Linked DNA regions of Mus musculus: all the other regions are linked to region 4. A link is a contact called in public HiChIP or PLAC-seq and promoter capture Hi-C data. All regions are on one chromosome and are shown on one strand. Each heading gives the region's core, a stretch centred on a gene start, on an enhancer-like site or on the middle of the called end of the contact. The rest is flanking DNA. Distances are from core to core; before and after follow the strand shown. Region 1 holds the start of Dnah12 (dynein, axonemal, heavy chain 12). Region 2 holds the start of Dennd6a (DENN/MADD domain containing 6A). Region 3 overlaps Dennd6a (DENN/MADD domain containing 6A). Region 4 holds the start of Appl1 (adaptor protein, phosphotyrosine interaction, PH domain and leucine zipper containing 1).

Region 1 (3,050 bases), core at 483-2,982, 280 kb after region 4:
TAGTTAAAGAATGGCAGTTGAGATGAGTGGGCCGGAATTCTAAACACGGCTCTGCCAGCCACTTGCTATGAAGAAATGAAGCCAGATATTTCCCCCTTGCAATCTAAAATTAAGGAATTGAATTAGACATGCTCTAAACAGCCTTTCACCTCTAAAATCCTGGGTTTGTTGTTTCCCCCTAGATGCAAAAGACAGCAAAATCCCCCTCCCCCAAACTGATATTTAATATCATTAATATTTTTTCAAAGCATTATTGACTCAGTCTGCCTAATATCATAGAAAGTGATGTGCCACAGCACCTCCAGTAGGATCAGTGTGACAAGTTCCACAAACTGAGGCGATCGACCTCAAAAGGGGGAGGCCTCCTGGAACCGGTTGTGGAACTCTTCACTGGAGAAAAAATATTGCGCCGTAGTTCTCATGGTAATCTATCTGTTTTGTTTTCTCTTATTCCTTTTCTTATTTACATGTTCCTGGTAACCTAGGCCAAGATCTTAAGAGAAAATAATGGGTAAGAAACCATCCCTAGAGATGGGGCCACTAACATGACCTTATCCCTTGGGAAACCAACACTTTACTTTCTAAATCATTTACAAAACTATTATGATAAAAACTTTCCCAACAATAAAATTTCATATGGCTACATGTGTGTCATCAGAGGTGGATTTTGGTATATGGTAAAGAAAGCCTTAACTAGAAAGAATTAAAATAGTTTAAATTTATACATTGAAGATTATAAAAAATCAGCCACTAGATGTTAAATAATAATTGACCCTGGGGCTGAAAAGTTAGTTCACTGGTTAAGAGCACTGACCATAAAGATTTATTAACCTGCTCCTGGAAATATGCCACTAGCCTTGGACGACAGCCCCCACTGAATACATCCTTTTAAAATTGTTATATTTTGATGATTTATAATGATGTTACCTGTTCTGTTTGTGATTCACTGAATACATAAAGTTGTAATGCTTGGATGATTTTTGTGCTTTATTATGCCAAATGATTTTTGTTGGTATCTGTGATTGTTTCACTGGATATCGTTCCTAAGAGATGTAATGTTTGGTTTTTTAATGTATAAAACCCCCTGCTTGAGAGCTGCAGAATACACTCAGATTCAAACTGCCTCTGTTTGTCTCTGTTTGTCACCGCTGAATCCTTACCCACCTAGCTTCAAGGACCCTCATTTCAGGGACCCCCATACCCCACTAGGGTGGTCCGTGGCAGTAATGATTGACAGATAATAGCCATAGTTAATGCAAAGCAAATATAAAACATAAACACTCAGCAGTGTAACTATGGTATCAACTACACTTGCCCCAAATGCCGCAGGGTTTGGAGATTTTCTGCAGGCACTCAAATCATAGATCTTAGAAGGAAAGGAAGAGAGCAGGGGGTGGTGGCGAAAGCCTTTAATCCCAGCACTCGGGAGGCAGAGGCAGGTGGATTTCTGAGTTCAAGGCCAGCCTGGTCTACAAAGTGAGCTCCAGGACAGGCAGGGCTATACAGAGAAACCCTGTCTCAAAAAACAAAAAATAAAAAACAGAAAACAAAAAACACAAAAAGGAGGAAAGGAAGAGAAATGGTACCTGATTCTTCTCTTTCGCCTCTCAGGGACTGACAAAGAGTTTTTCCTCTGCAGGGCTACTGCAATCCAGTAGAAACAACATAGTCACCATGGAAACTGTCTTGCCTACCAAAAGGGCTGGGTGAAGGTTGCTAGAAGAGGCAGTTGCTGAACTAAGAGAGACTTAAGATAAACAGTTACACTGCTTTTCACTCAAGTGAATCGAGGGCAAGGTGATTTTTGTTGCTGTTGTTGCTGTTTAACTGCCTTACCTTGGAAGGAGTCCAGGAAATCAAGATTTCCAAATTGCAGGAAAAGGCATGACTAGAAAATTGAATCTATTGGAGAATATATAGATTTATATAAATATTCATTGTCAATGAAGAATGGAGTCTTCAAGTGTCCCCATAATGACTTTCTGTAACTACTGTAACCAAGCCTCAATACAATTTATCTTGTTCTTATATTTGCTATTTGTTTTTTCAACACTTTCAGGAAGTCCTTACCAAAAATCAAACAGGTTAAGGTGTGCAAACTTTGCAGCTATGTTTAAGGAAGGACATTGTAACTTGAAACTCCAATGTATAGTCCAGGAAGATTATGAGGGATGAATAAAAAAGTTGCTATGGAGTATTTTGTTTCTCTTAGCATACCTAGTAATGGGTTTCCCTCTGAGACTCGATATGGGTTTCTCTGTCACTCCTATACTCTCCCTCCTGAGCTCTCCACACACTGCCTGGCTCCTTTCCTCCACTCAGCAGTCTCTTCTACTTTATCACTGTGTTTCCATTCAAAGAAACACCCTGCCATGAGAAGCCATGAGATCTATGTCTGTCTTGTTTCAGTGGACGTGATGTGACCTGCCTCATTTAACAACTTGTCCTCCACAAGCTACAGTGATTCCTCTGGCATTCCAGGGATAGCTGGAACTCTCAGTTTTATATTGGTAGTTTTCAAAGGCCAGGCCAGGAGTGGGGAATAGTGTTTAAACACTTTCCTTCTTCCAGAGCCTTATTTTTCCTACAGGTTTTGCCTGGGTGTATTTGCTCCAATGACTCTGTCAGGGTTAGCTCATTTGTCCTATTTTCAGGGTTGGCAGTGTCCTCCCTCTTCTACTCTGAGGAACTGTTCGGTACTGAAGGTTTTGCAGATTATAGTGCTGAATTTTCTTCTTTCCCTGGCAGAACAACAAAGCAACAAGGTTTTGGTTTTTTTGTTTTTGTTTTTTTTTTTTTGTTTTGTTTTGTTTTTTTTTCCTCAAAAACACCCCTCTTGCCTAGGGTTGGAGGAAAGGAGGCATGGCAGACCACAATTTAGTTCGGAGCATACTTTTCTAAGGTTGATTTCTTTTTTCAATTTCCAGATGACAAATTTATTGATTTTTTTAGCAACATTTGAGTGTTTTCTGTGTGCTAGTCACCATCTCAAAGTTTTTAATGATGAACTATCATATACTACTGCCTTGCGCACAGTAAGTGTTCCATAT
Region 2 (3,319 bases), core at 260-2,759, 390 kb after region 4:
CAATCTTTGGAGATTGTTATTCCTGTCTCAAATAAAATACAGAATCACTTTACATACTAACTCCCTCTATCAACAAACGTTTAATGAATACTGTATCAGGCAATAAATTTGATCCTATTGACTAAATAGATTAATTCTTAGATCCCCACCTTATTGTCTCAATTCATAAATGCAAATGAGAACATCCTTTTATGTGTATGTCCACTAACTTGTATGGTGCCTAGATCTTAATAAAAACTCAATATTTAAATGAACTATGTAACGATACAAAAGACAAAGATGCAGCAGTTTCTCGTTTGGAACAACCAGACCAACCAAATCAGAATAAGATTAGAATCTTTCACCGATGCCAAAAGAACAATAACAAAATACCAAAAACTTCGGGACATACACCTTTCTAATGCCTTTCTAGTAACTTTTCACTTGGATAAATAAGACAAATCTTTTATGCTAACAAACAACAACAAAAAAAAAAGATGCAAAGTGATGGCAAAAATGAGTGAGATTCAAAGGTCTTTTAGGTAAGATGTTATGATATCTAACAGATTTATAAGCCAACAATTTTTCCACTGACATTAGGTTTCTGGGAATTGTCACAGAATCAGTATTAAGAAACAGCAGGGGTCGGGAGAGGGGTGTGGGGACAGCTTGCCTAGTTTTCAGAAGGCCTTGAATTCTGTTTGCAATGCTAGGGAGAGACTTGGAGGGAATGGGAACCCAACGACATTTCACAGAGAAATGGGGAACAGAGAAAAGGGAGAGAATGCATGCTAAGCATTTTGACTTGGACTCAGTGGACCGATCTACGAGTTAGCGCAATTGACAATACAGTCAGTCAGCCCACATGATTGGACGTGCACGTTTGGCTACTGTAATTCACATATGTCAGGGGGTATTGTTCCTTTCTTGAAAGTTCCAAGCAAACATCCTGTCTGCTGTAGGCTTTTCTGGGTGCCACTACCCTCCAGTTATCGCTGGTTTTTTGTTTTGTTTTTTTAAAGAGGAACATCAACAAGTATTTAGGAGGGGCCTACAAAGAACTTTTCACCCCTAGCCGCAGCCCACGATCCTCCCACCGAAGGGTCGAGAAGCACCGCCCAGCTGAGCCGCGCAGGGGCTGCGAGCCACGCCCGGATGAGCAGCGGCCAGGACCCGGCCGCCCAAGGGTGGAGACACAGGGTGCGGCTCGGCCTCACCTCCACCGCCTGGCCCAGCTCCAGGTCGAAGCCCACCACACACACGCAGTGTAGCCAGGCCGAGAAGCCGTCCCAGCGCAGCAGGCCCCGGCGGCCATCGTCCTCCTCCTCGTCCTCCAGCGCGACTCCCGCCGCCGCAAGGGCCGCCGCCTCGCGCCCCTCAGCCCCGGCCTCGTCCAACGACCCGCGGGAACCGGGCCCAAAGACCGCCGGGCCCGGCAGAGCCATCCGCCACCCCCTAGGCGCTTGAGCCGCCTCCGCTGCGGACCGCGCCGCAGAGCGCGCAGGCCTCCGCGCACGCGCACCGAGTGCTGCCGCTGCCGCAGCCGCTCCGGACTCCCGGAATAGGGGCGCGGCCACGAGGCACGTGACCCTGGGAGCGGGGGGTTCAGTGGTTTCCCTACAAGCCGCGGCTATCTCTGCTGCTCGCTCAGACTGGCCTGCTGGTTTTACAGTTCTCTAAACTCAAACAGTGGCTCAGGAATCGTCATCTCAGATCCACAACAATACAGCAATGAATTATTCTTGGAACGACCCAGTTCATTATTAAAGTGTTACTAAAACATAGTGGTTAACAGTAGTTTAATTAAACTTTTACTCTGTGACAGTTGATATGCTAAGTTCAAATACACCTATTAACTCTTATTAAACATATCATTATGGTGAACACTATTGTTTGTTAAGTGTTGGGTAGGACTTTCTTTTCTTTTTTAGCTATGCCTTACATAGTCCCAACTGGCCTCTAGCTCATGGTACTCCTACCACAGCTACCCAAGATTCTGGGTTTAGTGGCATGGGCCACCACCTCTGGCTAATTTGTCTTCACAGATAAGGGAACTGAAGTTCGGAGAGGCTTCGTGACTAGCCCAGCAAGTATAAGAACTCTAAGGCAAGCCTGTGTTCACTCCTGCAGTCCCCTGATAGAGATGTGTACTTTAACTCTCCGAATACCCTCCCTACCAAGGCAGCTCCCATCTTTATTGGTCTGGCGGACTCTCTCAACTCTTACGCATATGCAGACTTTCTTGGAATCTCGGGTTGGTCAGTCACCTTTGGACCATGCTATCTGAACACTGGAGGAAGGGCCTGGTTTCAAGCTACCTTTGTTAAGAAGTCAAGACAGCTCTAGGCTGGGCACTCAAGAAACATCTGCCCTGGTGAATTGCTATTGATTATTGGCATAGCATGATACGACTAAGTAGGATTTTTTTTTCAGCACCTGCTAGGATTTATTCATCAAAAGTAATTAGAGCCGGGCGTGGTGGCACATGTCTTTAATCCCAGCACTCGGGAGGCAGAAGCAGGCAGATTTCTGAGTTCGAGGCCAGCCTGGTCTACAAAGTGAGTTCCAGGACAGCCAGGGCTATACAGAGAAACCCTGTCTCAAAAAACAAAACAAAACAAAAAAAAAAGTAATTAGAAAACGTGGTAATACCCAATAGGAAAGTGTGTAAAAGATGATAGATAACATACAATGGATTTATCAAAACCCATTCCCATGCCTTTCCACGGCCTCAAAAGGCAGTGATATTACTGTTTCTATTTTACATAGAACAAAGCTGGGGCTCCAACTGATGGCTCAGTGGTTAGGAGCGCTTGCTGCTCTTGCAAAGGACCAGGTTCAATTCTCAACACCCACATGGTGGTTTGTAACTCCAGTTCCAGGGGATCTAATGTCCTCTTCTCATCACCAAGAGCACCAGGAGTGTGTGTGGTGCACAGACATGAATGCAAGCAAACAACATTAAAACACATAAAAATTCTTGACCATCAAGAAATGATCCATCTCTTGATGGTCAAGTATTCTCAAACTTGAGTAGTAATGAATGCTGAAGACTTTCTTAAAGATGTATTTATCATTTTTCTTTTATATATATGAGTGTTTTGCCTATATGTATGTATGTATGCATATATGTGTATGTATGTATGTATGTATGTATGTATGTATGGGTACTGAAGTGGAGTTTGGTTTGCACAGAGGCCAGAAGAGGGTGCCAGATCCTCTGGAGTTAAAGATGGTTGTAAACTCCACGATGGTGCTGAGAACCAAACCTTACTTACTCTTCTACAAGATCAACAAGTGTTCTTAACTGCTGAGCCACCTATCTCTCTAGTCCCACCTG
Region 3 (2,991 bases), core at 97-2,596, 360 kb after region 4:
GAACAGTAGGCAAAATAATAGATGTGTGTGTATCTGCCTAAAGGGTTAGAAAAGGAAGGAAAAAGTACGGGAGATGTTACGAAAATTGATAGAAATTCATTTTTGTTTTTGTTTAAAACAGGATCTAACAGTATAGCCTTGGCTGTCCTGAAATCACCACAGAGTCCAGGATAATGGACTCACGAGAGATTACTGTTGGAACTAAAGGTGTGTACCACCACATCTGGCTATAGTAAGCAAAATGATGGTACATGACTAGACTGTAAACCAGCACTCAAAAGCAGAGGCAGGAGAATTGATGTGAGTTCAAGCTCAGCCTCACTAGCAAGTTCCTGGACAGACAGGGCTACACAGTGAGACCCTGTCTCAAAACACATAGTAAATAAATGAAAATGACAACACAACTATCTCACAACCAATGAGCCCTATCACTCAGTCCATTCTGACAAGTTGCTCTTCCAGGAGCAGCCAGAGAGAATGGATCTTACAAGTCTCCAACAATACAGCAGAGAAAAGCACAAACTCTGTGGGTAGGAATCAGCCCAAGGCCAGATGTGAGCCTGGGTCCCAGCTGTACATCAACACTAGGGGATGTGTAACCAGCACTCAGGTCTCCTGCTGTCCTGTAGCCTTACTTGAAGCACAGTGGGGATGGTAACAAAGCAGCTCAAGTATTTCAAATGAAAGATTCAAACCCGCAGGAACAGAAACTGCTTTCAGAAAAAGAAAAGCTCCAGGATCCTTCTGACTTAACGGTCTAAAATTAGAATTCAGTTGCCTATTCTTGTAAGAGAACACCTTTTGCCAGAGTTAAACCTTCTTTAAAGTGTTTACTGTCATTTAGTCCTCACAATTACAACATGAACGTGGGGTTCTCCAGGACCTACTGAGGTAGTAACAACATTTCTAACAAGAAATGTTAGAAAATTTATCACCAACTATTTAAAAGTAACGGGTGTTTCAGTGACCAGGCTGCGCCACGGTCACTTTAGCATCATGCTACCTGCTGAGTTAACTGCACCATCTGCGTGGTCCCAGGCTTGTCATGACACGTGGGAATCCGAACCTTAAAGACAGAGAGGAGCTATTATTTATCTGTATGGCAAGTGCTCTACCTAGCACACTCAGCACTTTGAAAGTGCTCTAAAGAGCAAGTGTTTCTGCGGGGTTTTAGAACTAAGGGTGTTCATTCTTAGTTACAGCAGGAGCAGGGAAACCAAAGTTCCCATGTCTACAAATGGAGATCACTAAACACAGAAGCAAATGTGCTGGAAACAGTCAGGACAGCAGTCTATCACATGGCTTCCTGCTCACTTTTCCAGTCTCTGCTTCACAAATACACACACCCAAACACACCCTCTCAAGCCTGCCAAACTTCTGAATAAACCCCACAGGAAACAATGGGAACCCTCAACCCCAAGCTTTCAGAATTGTTATGTTTGCTGAAGGGGTCGGGGCAAATACACTTACAAATCACGAAACTCTAAGGAAGGAACGCAGTTAAGGATAAGTCCAAGGTCACAAGAGCATGAATAGCAAAGAACTTGCGTGCACTCAGACAAAATCTGCCAGTAAAATTCAAATTCCTTCAAAACAAAGCAATGGGAGGACTATAACTCAGAGGTGAAGCACTTGCCTAGCCCTTAGGAGGCCCTGGGTTCAATCTCCAATACACAAAAAAGCAATGAAAGGAAAAATAAAAAAATCCTCACCATAACAAAAATATTCCAAGAAAAAACATGCTTGGTCTGACACTAAATGTTAAAAGACCATTTAGAGCTGGAAAAAAAAAAAAAAAAACAAACCCAAAAAACAATGACTTTTCTAGTTTAATCTTAATTTCCAGCAATTCACACCCAAGACTACGAGTGTTCTTCCCCTTCTTACCACCCATATTGTAGGATTTTAGAGGGAAGCACTTTTATCTGTGCATAGTCCACAGGGAGAAATACCATTGCTGCACTAATCCTTTAGGTGCACTGCCTGGCTGGAGGGGCCTGGAGATGTATGAAGGACTCTTCGAGGCGGGATCAACTGTGGTGTATCTGTAAGGTCTCCCAGCAATGACAACAGTGAAGGCATTAACATCACTAAATGTCATCAGGTTGTTTAAAACAAACCCTATGTGTGAGCGAGCTTTCTGTAGAGTTCTTCAGAGCAGACAGATGAGACTCTAGTCAGTTGTTACCTTCATTACTAGTCCCATGATAGGCAGGTGCAGCGTTTTCCCTGGCACTGGGGCAGGCCATCGGTCAACATCATTACAAGCTGAAAATGAAACAAAATACTAATGTAAGTGAAAAGATAAAATATTTAAAATGGACACTGCTAGTTAGAGCTCTTTTTGTAACATGGGAGAAATATGTTAATAATAACAGCAGATAAAAGTAAATTTGATGAAATATTTAATTTAAAATTTTTTCAGAAGTATTATGTTCTAGGATATATATTGGTTAACTGTTGAATGAGAGGTAGAGAGATGGCTCATCACTCATGACAGGAAGCTCACAATCACCTACAACTCCAGCTCCAAGAATCTGATGCCCTCTCAGGCCTCCACTCAGGCACTCACACGTGTGTGGCACACACACCACCAATAAAAATGTTTTGGTTTTTTTGTTTGTTTGGTTTGGTTTTTTGTTTGTTTGTTTGTTTGCTTTTGGGTTTTTTTTTTTTTTTCGAGACAGGGTTTTTCTGTGTAGCCCTGGCTGTCCTGGAACTCACTCTGTAGACCAGGCTGGCCTCAAACTCAGAGATCCTCCTGCCTCTGCCTCCCAAGTGCGGGGACTAAAAGTGTGTGCCACCACGCCCAGCTAATAAAAACGTTTTTAATTAAGAAGAAAACCTGTTGAATGACAAGTAGCTTCAAGGGCAGACTTCCTATTTATTTTTTAACTACTGTTTCTGTTTTTGGATTTCTGTTCAATGGTACTCCAGGAACTATCAGTACAAAATCTTATTACTAACTCTAACAGACACCATTTATATTAT
Region 4 (3,317 bases), core at 308-2,807:
CCATAATACAAGTGGGAACCTTTCATACAACAGAAGAATTGGCTCCAAACCATCTTTCTTCAAAACTAAAGATCTCTTCAGGAGGGTGACTATTTGATAGAGAATTTAAGGAATGGATTCGCATAAAATGGCTATACCACTGAAGGTAATTCCGTGGAACTATAATTCAAGTCTACCATAAAACGTCTGAAATGGGGCTGGTGAGATGGCTCAGTGGGTAAGAGCTCTTCCAAAGGTCTGGAGTTCAAATCCCAGCAACCACATGGTGGCTCAAAACCATCCGAATCAAGATCTGACTCCCTCTTCTGGAGTGTCTGAAGGCTGCTACAGTGTACTTACATATAATAAGTAAATAAATCTTAAAAAAAAAAAAAAAACTTCTGAAACAAAGTTTTTATCTTTCAAGAGACCATGGGGAAAATCTGGTAAACTCACAGCTTCCTCTTCATTACCATATTTGGATTTGCTCCAGTGTCTGGATTTGGGTCGAAGCAGCTGGAGAAGCAGGAAGCTAATACTCTTCTCCCAGCTTATCGTACTCTTTGAATGACAGTGGAATGGACTAGTGGACTAATGGGTAGATTTTTTTGGGAGATATTAATGATTTTGCCAATTTTTTTGCATATCGGTAAACTCACTGTACAACACTTCAGAGAAATAACGTGTGAAGCTGGAGAAAAGGGTGCATCAAGGCTGAATCCATAAAACACAACACAACAAAACAGTGTTAGCCTAGTCCTTACATGTCAAATCTCCAACTGTGTGAGCTTCACTCTACAGTCAAGGAGACCAGAGAAGTTCTTTGAGTCCTGCCAAACCTGACAATCGGTTTGCGAGAGAAGCCCTTTAATGACGGAAGGAAGTCCTCCGATAAATGTATCTTTAAATTTTTTTATTAAAAAAAAGTTTTCCTTTGTGATATACAAGAAATATAGTGGTCGTATTTTCAGCAATGACAAACTTGAAGACGAGGTAAGAACTAATGATTTGTCAACAAAATCAAGGGTTTTAAACTGATGCCGATAGGCAGGTGTCCAGGAGAAAAAAAAAAGTTTAGGGTCTACTACTCCAAATTAACTGTAAACCCCGTTAATGACACAATTTCGGATTCCACAGATTTGTGAGTTAACGCTCTTTGCAGGAGATAAGATTGAAAACTTGGAGCAGGGTTGGGAAGGTTATGACGCTAGGTGTAGGGATTTTTTTTCTTTGGTTGCTGACGAAATATGGTGCAGAAGTAAAACTGCCTCAGGTCCCCTCCGGCGGTCTTCACTCCGGGCTCAGGTTAGCTGTGCGCTAGCGTGACTCAGACAGCCCCCTACGTATTCAACTACGCGCGCCCGACGACGGAGGTCGACATCCCCACACTGCTCGGCCCGCACGGCCACTGCTCTGGTAGAGAACCCGCGGTCGGGGAGGAATTCCCGGTCAGCCCCGTAGCGGTGACAGACGTCGCGGCGAGCCAATGGGTGAGCTGGAGGCGGGGCTAGTGGGCCTAGGGGGGGCGGGATTTCCCGCGCGGCGGCCGCTGAGCTCTGGGCTGGGGCGGCGGCGCCTGCGAGAGGGCGGGCCGGGTCAGCTGCAGCAGGCGGGGCCACGCGCGGAGCTGTGGGCGGCTGCCGAGTGTCCTGCCGCCGCCCAGCCTTCGCCACGATGCCGGGGATCGACAAGCTGCCCATTGAAGAGACCCTGGAGGACAGTCCGCAGGTGAGGCGCGAGCGGCGGCTGAGGAGAGCGCGCGGCCTAGCGCGGGCCTGGAGCCTCAGGTGCCCGTGGCCCAGGTGGGCGCCGCCGCCCGGGGTCGCTGTCTGCCGGGGCCGCGCCCTACACTCCCGGGCCGGGCTGGAGGCCCGCGCGTACTCGCGCGGCTGGGCCACGGGCGGCCCGGAGACCGAGCGGCCGTCACTGTCTCCCGTGGGGCCTGGCGTTTGAGTCCGCGCCGAGTCGCCTTTGCATTTCACGGGAGGTGCTGTTTTTATCGCGATGATAGGATGTGAGATAAGTCCTGTTCGTGGCGTTTTCGGAGGAGGCCCGGCATTCGGGGGGACGGCAGTGGCTAGTTTTCTTAGGAAGGGTCTGCGAGGCGGAGTGTGCAACGCCGGTGGAAGCAGGAGTGCGTGCCTTGCTCCCCGTGCTGTGTCGGTGCCCGAGTCTCAGGCTGGTGGCTGTCACTTGAGCTGTGCACTGCGGGTGACGGAAGGCGCCTACGCTGCTTCGAGGAGGCTGAGCTTTGGGTAGCAGATTGGCCCGAATAAACTCATCAAAATGAAAGCCCTGTTTTTGTGCGTTAGGGATGATGCTGGTGTGGTTGCTCTGGCTGAAGACAGTTTGGGAAAAATAAAACGATTCGTTGGATTTCTTTTTCAGTACTTAATGACATCAATTGTGTTTTAAAAGGTGTTGGAGCCTCTAACTTGTGTAAACTTCATCTTTACGCCAGCCTTTATGTATAGTAAGGGATATAAAACAGTGTTGCAGGTAGATTTTTAAAAATATTGCTTGCTGAGAAGTACATACTTCATAGGCATTTGTAGTTTAATAAGTGGCCCTCCAACCAAAAAGAGGAAAAGAGAAGAGCTAGCGCTTGTTTTCCTGGATGGCACTTTTGTCATGGATTTTGTGCCAATTTTTATTTCAAAGTTAGAATTGTGCTCTGATTGTAGAATTGATTTATTCTTTTCTCTGAAGGCAATCTTTATAGGCCAGTTGCTAGGAGGTAATGTACTCTTATCAGATAATGTGAGAAAGAGAAAGCCACATATTTGTTTATCTCGTAGTTTAAATTGTGCGTAATGATTTTTTCAGTGTAAAGCCTTAAGATATATTTATTTCAGATGATTTGCTACAATTTTGTGGTTGTGTTAGTCAGAAGAATTTTATCATTTTTCTTTTTTTTAAGTTAAGACTCAGTATACTGTCTGAACTTCTTTTACCCAGCTGACTTTTTATAGCCCAATAAAGACTATAAAGAGAATGGGTCACACAGTGCCCTATCTATGATTTTCCATGTAGAGATAGTCCTGCATTTTCAGTATAAGTAGTTTACAACTTGAGTCAGACTCATTCTGTAGCTCAGACTAGCCTCAAACATGAGCTTCCTCCTGCCTCTGTCTGCTGAGTACTTACTGCAAAGCTTGAACCATAAGTATTTTCGGTTGTTATTGTTGTTGTCTTTTAATTTAAAATTTGTTTTTAGGTGTAAGGGTGTTCCATTTGTGTTTAACAGAGATTAGAAGAGGGTGTTGAATCCCCTGGAACTGGAGTTACTGATGGTTGTGAGCCATGATGTGTTGGAAATTGAACCTGGATTCTCTAGA

Evidence for each region. Promoter capture Hi-C pulls out the DNA fragments that hold promoters and counts their contacts. HiChIP or PLAC-seq counts read pairs in DNA pulled down with a chosen protein or histone mark. Capture Hi-C pulls out chosen DNA fragments and counts their contacts.
Region 1: a contact with region 4 is called in a promoter capture Hi-C map of the HPC-7 cell line. The contact joins the promoter of Dnah12 here to the promoter of Appl1 in region 4. A contact is called at or near these places in 18 of 39 promoter capture datasets (the 3T3-L1 cell line, the C10 cell line, the HPC-7 cell line and 11 more), 1 of 15 datasets of contacts at CTCF or cohesin (pro-B cells), 4 of 484 Hi-C or Micro-C datasets (the BV-2 cell line, the HPC-7 cell line, bone marrow-derived macrophages and 1 more), 13 of 115 datasets of contacts at active chromatin or transcription factors (the 230-238 cell line, acute myeloid leukemia, bone marrow-derived dendritic cells and 7 more) and 1 of 9 other capture datasets (liver).
Region 2: a contact with region 4 is called in a promoter capture Hi-C map of liver. The contact joins the promoter of Dennd6a here to the promoter of Appl1 in region 4. A contact is called at or near these places in 2 of 39 promoter capture datasets (cranial neural crest and pre-B cells), 2 of 484 Hi-C or Micro-C datasets (natural killer cells and rod photoreceptor), 5 of 115 datasets of contacts at active chromatin or transcription factors (bone marrow-derived macrophages, effector CD8 T cells, embryonic hindbrain and 2 more) and 2 of 9 other capture datasets (adipose tissue and liver).
Region 3: a contact with region 4 is called in an H3K27ac HiChIP or PLAC-seq map of embryonic stem cells, with 2.3 times the contacts expected there. The contact joins the enhancer-like site here to the promoter of Appl1 in region 4. A contact is called at or near these places in 2 of 39 promoter capture datasets (cranial neural crest and hippocampal neurons), 3 of 115 datasets of contacts at active chromatin or transcription factors (bone marrow-derived macrophages, embryonic forebrain and embryonic stem cells) and 2 of 9 other capture datasets (adipose tissue and pancreatic islet).

The regions. Positions count from the first base shown.
Region 1 is chr14:26,690,236-26,693,285 of GRCm38.p6, reverse strand. It overlaps Dnah12 (dynein, axonemal, heavy chain 12), which reads right to left and starts at 1,732. Exons shown (of 75, transcript NM_001370884.1): 1 at 1,587-1,732; 2 at 1-103.
Region 2 is chr14:26,577,740-26,581,058 of GRCm38.p6, reverse strand. Dennd6a (DENN/MADD domain containing 6A) reads right to left here and starts at 1,509. Exons shown (of 20, transcript NM_001134465.2): 1 at 1,197-1,509. The coding sequence starts at 1,424.
Region 3 is chr14:26,603,951-26,606,941 of GRCm38.p6, reverse strand. Dennd6a (DENN/MADD domain containing 6A) reads right to left here. Exons shown (of 20, transcript NM_001134465.2): 7 at 2,189-2,268; 8 at 1,004-1,066; 9 at 1-37. Among named protein-coding and RNA genes, the nearest start is that of Dennd6a, 26 kb to the right of the region's middle. Within about 2 kb of position 1,346, at least 8 of the 459 cell types and tissues checked have an H3K27ac peak or open chromatin away from gene starts, as enhancers often do. A contact at or near this core is called in embryonic stem cells, where this site is marked.
Region 4 is chr14:26,968,791-26,972,107 of GRCm38.p6, reverse strand. It overlaps Appl1 (adaptor protein, phosphotyrosine interaction, PH domain and leucine zipper containing 1), which reads left to right and starts at 1,557. Exons shown (of 22, transcript NM_145221.2): 1 at 1,557-1,707. The coding sequence starts at 1,654. Gm41114 (a long non-coding RNA gene) reads left to right here and starts at 3,300. Exons shown (of 2, transcript XR_874477.1): 1 at 3,300-3,317.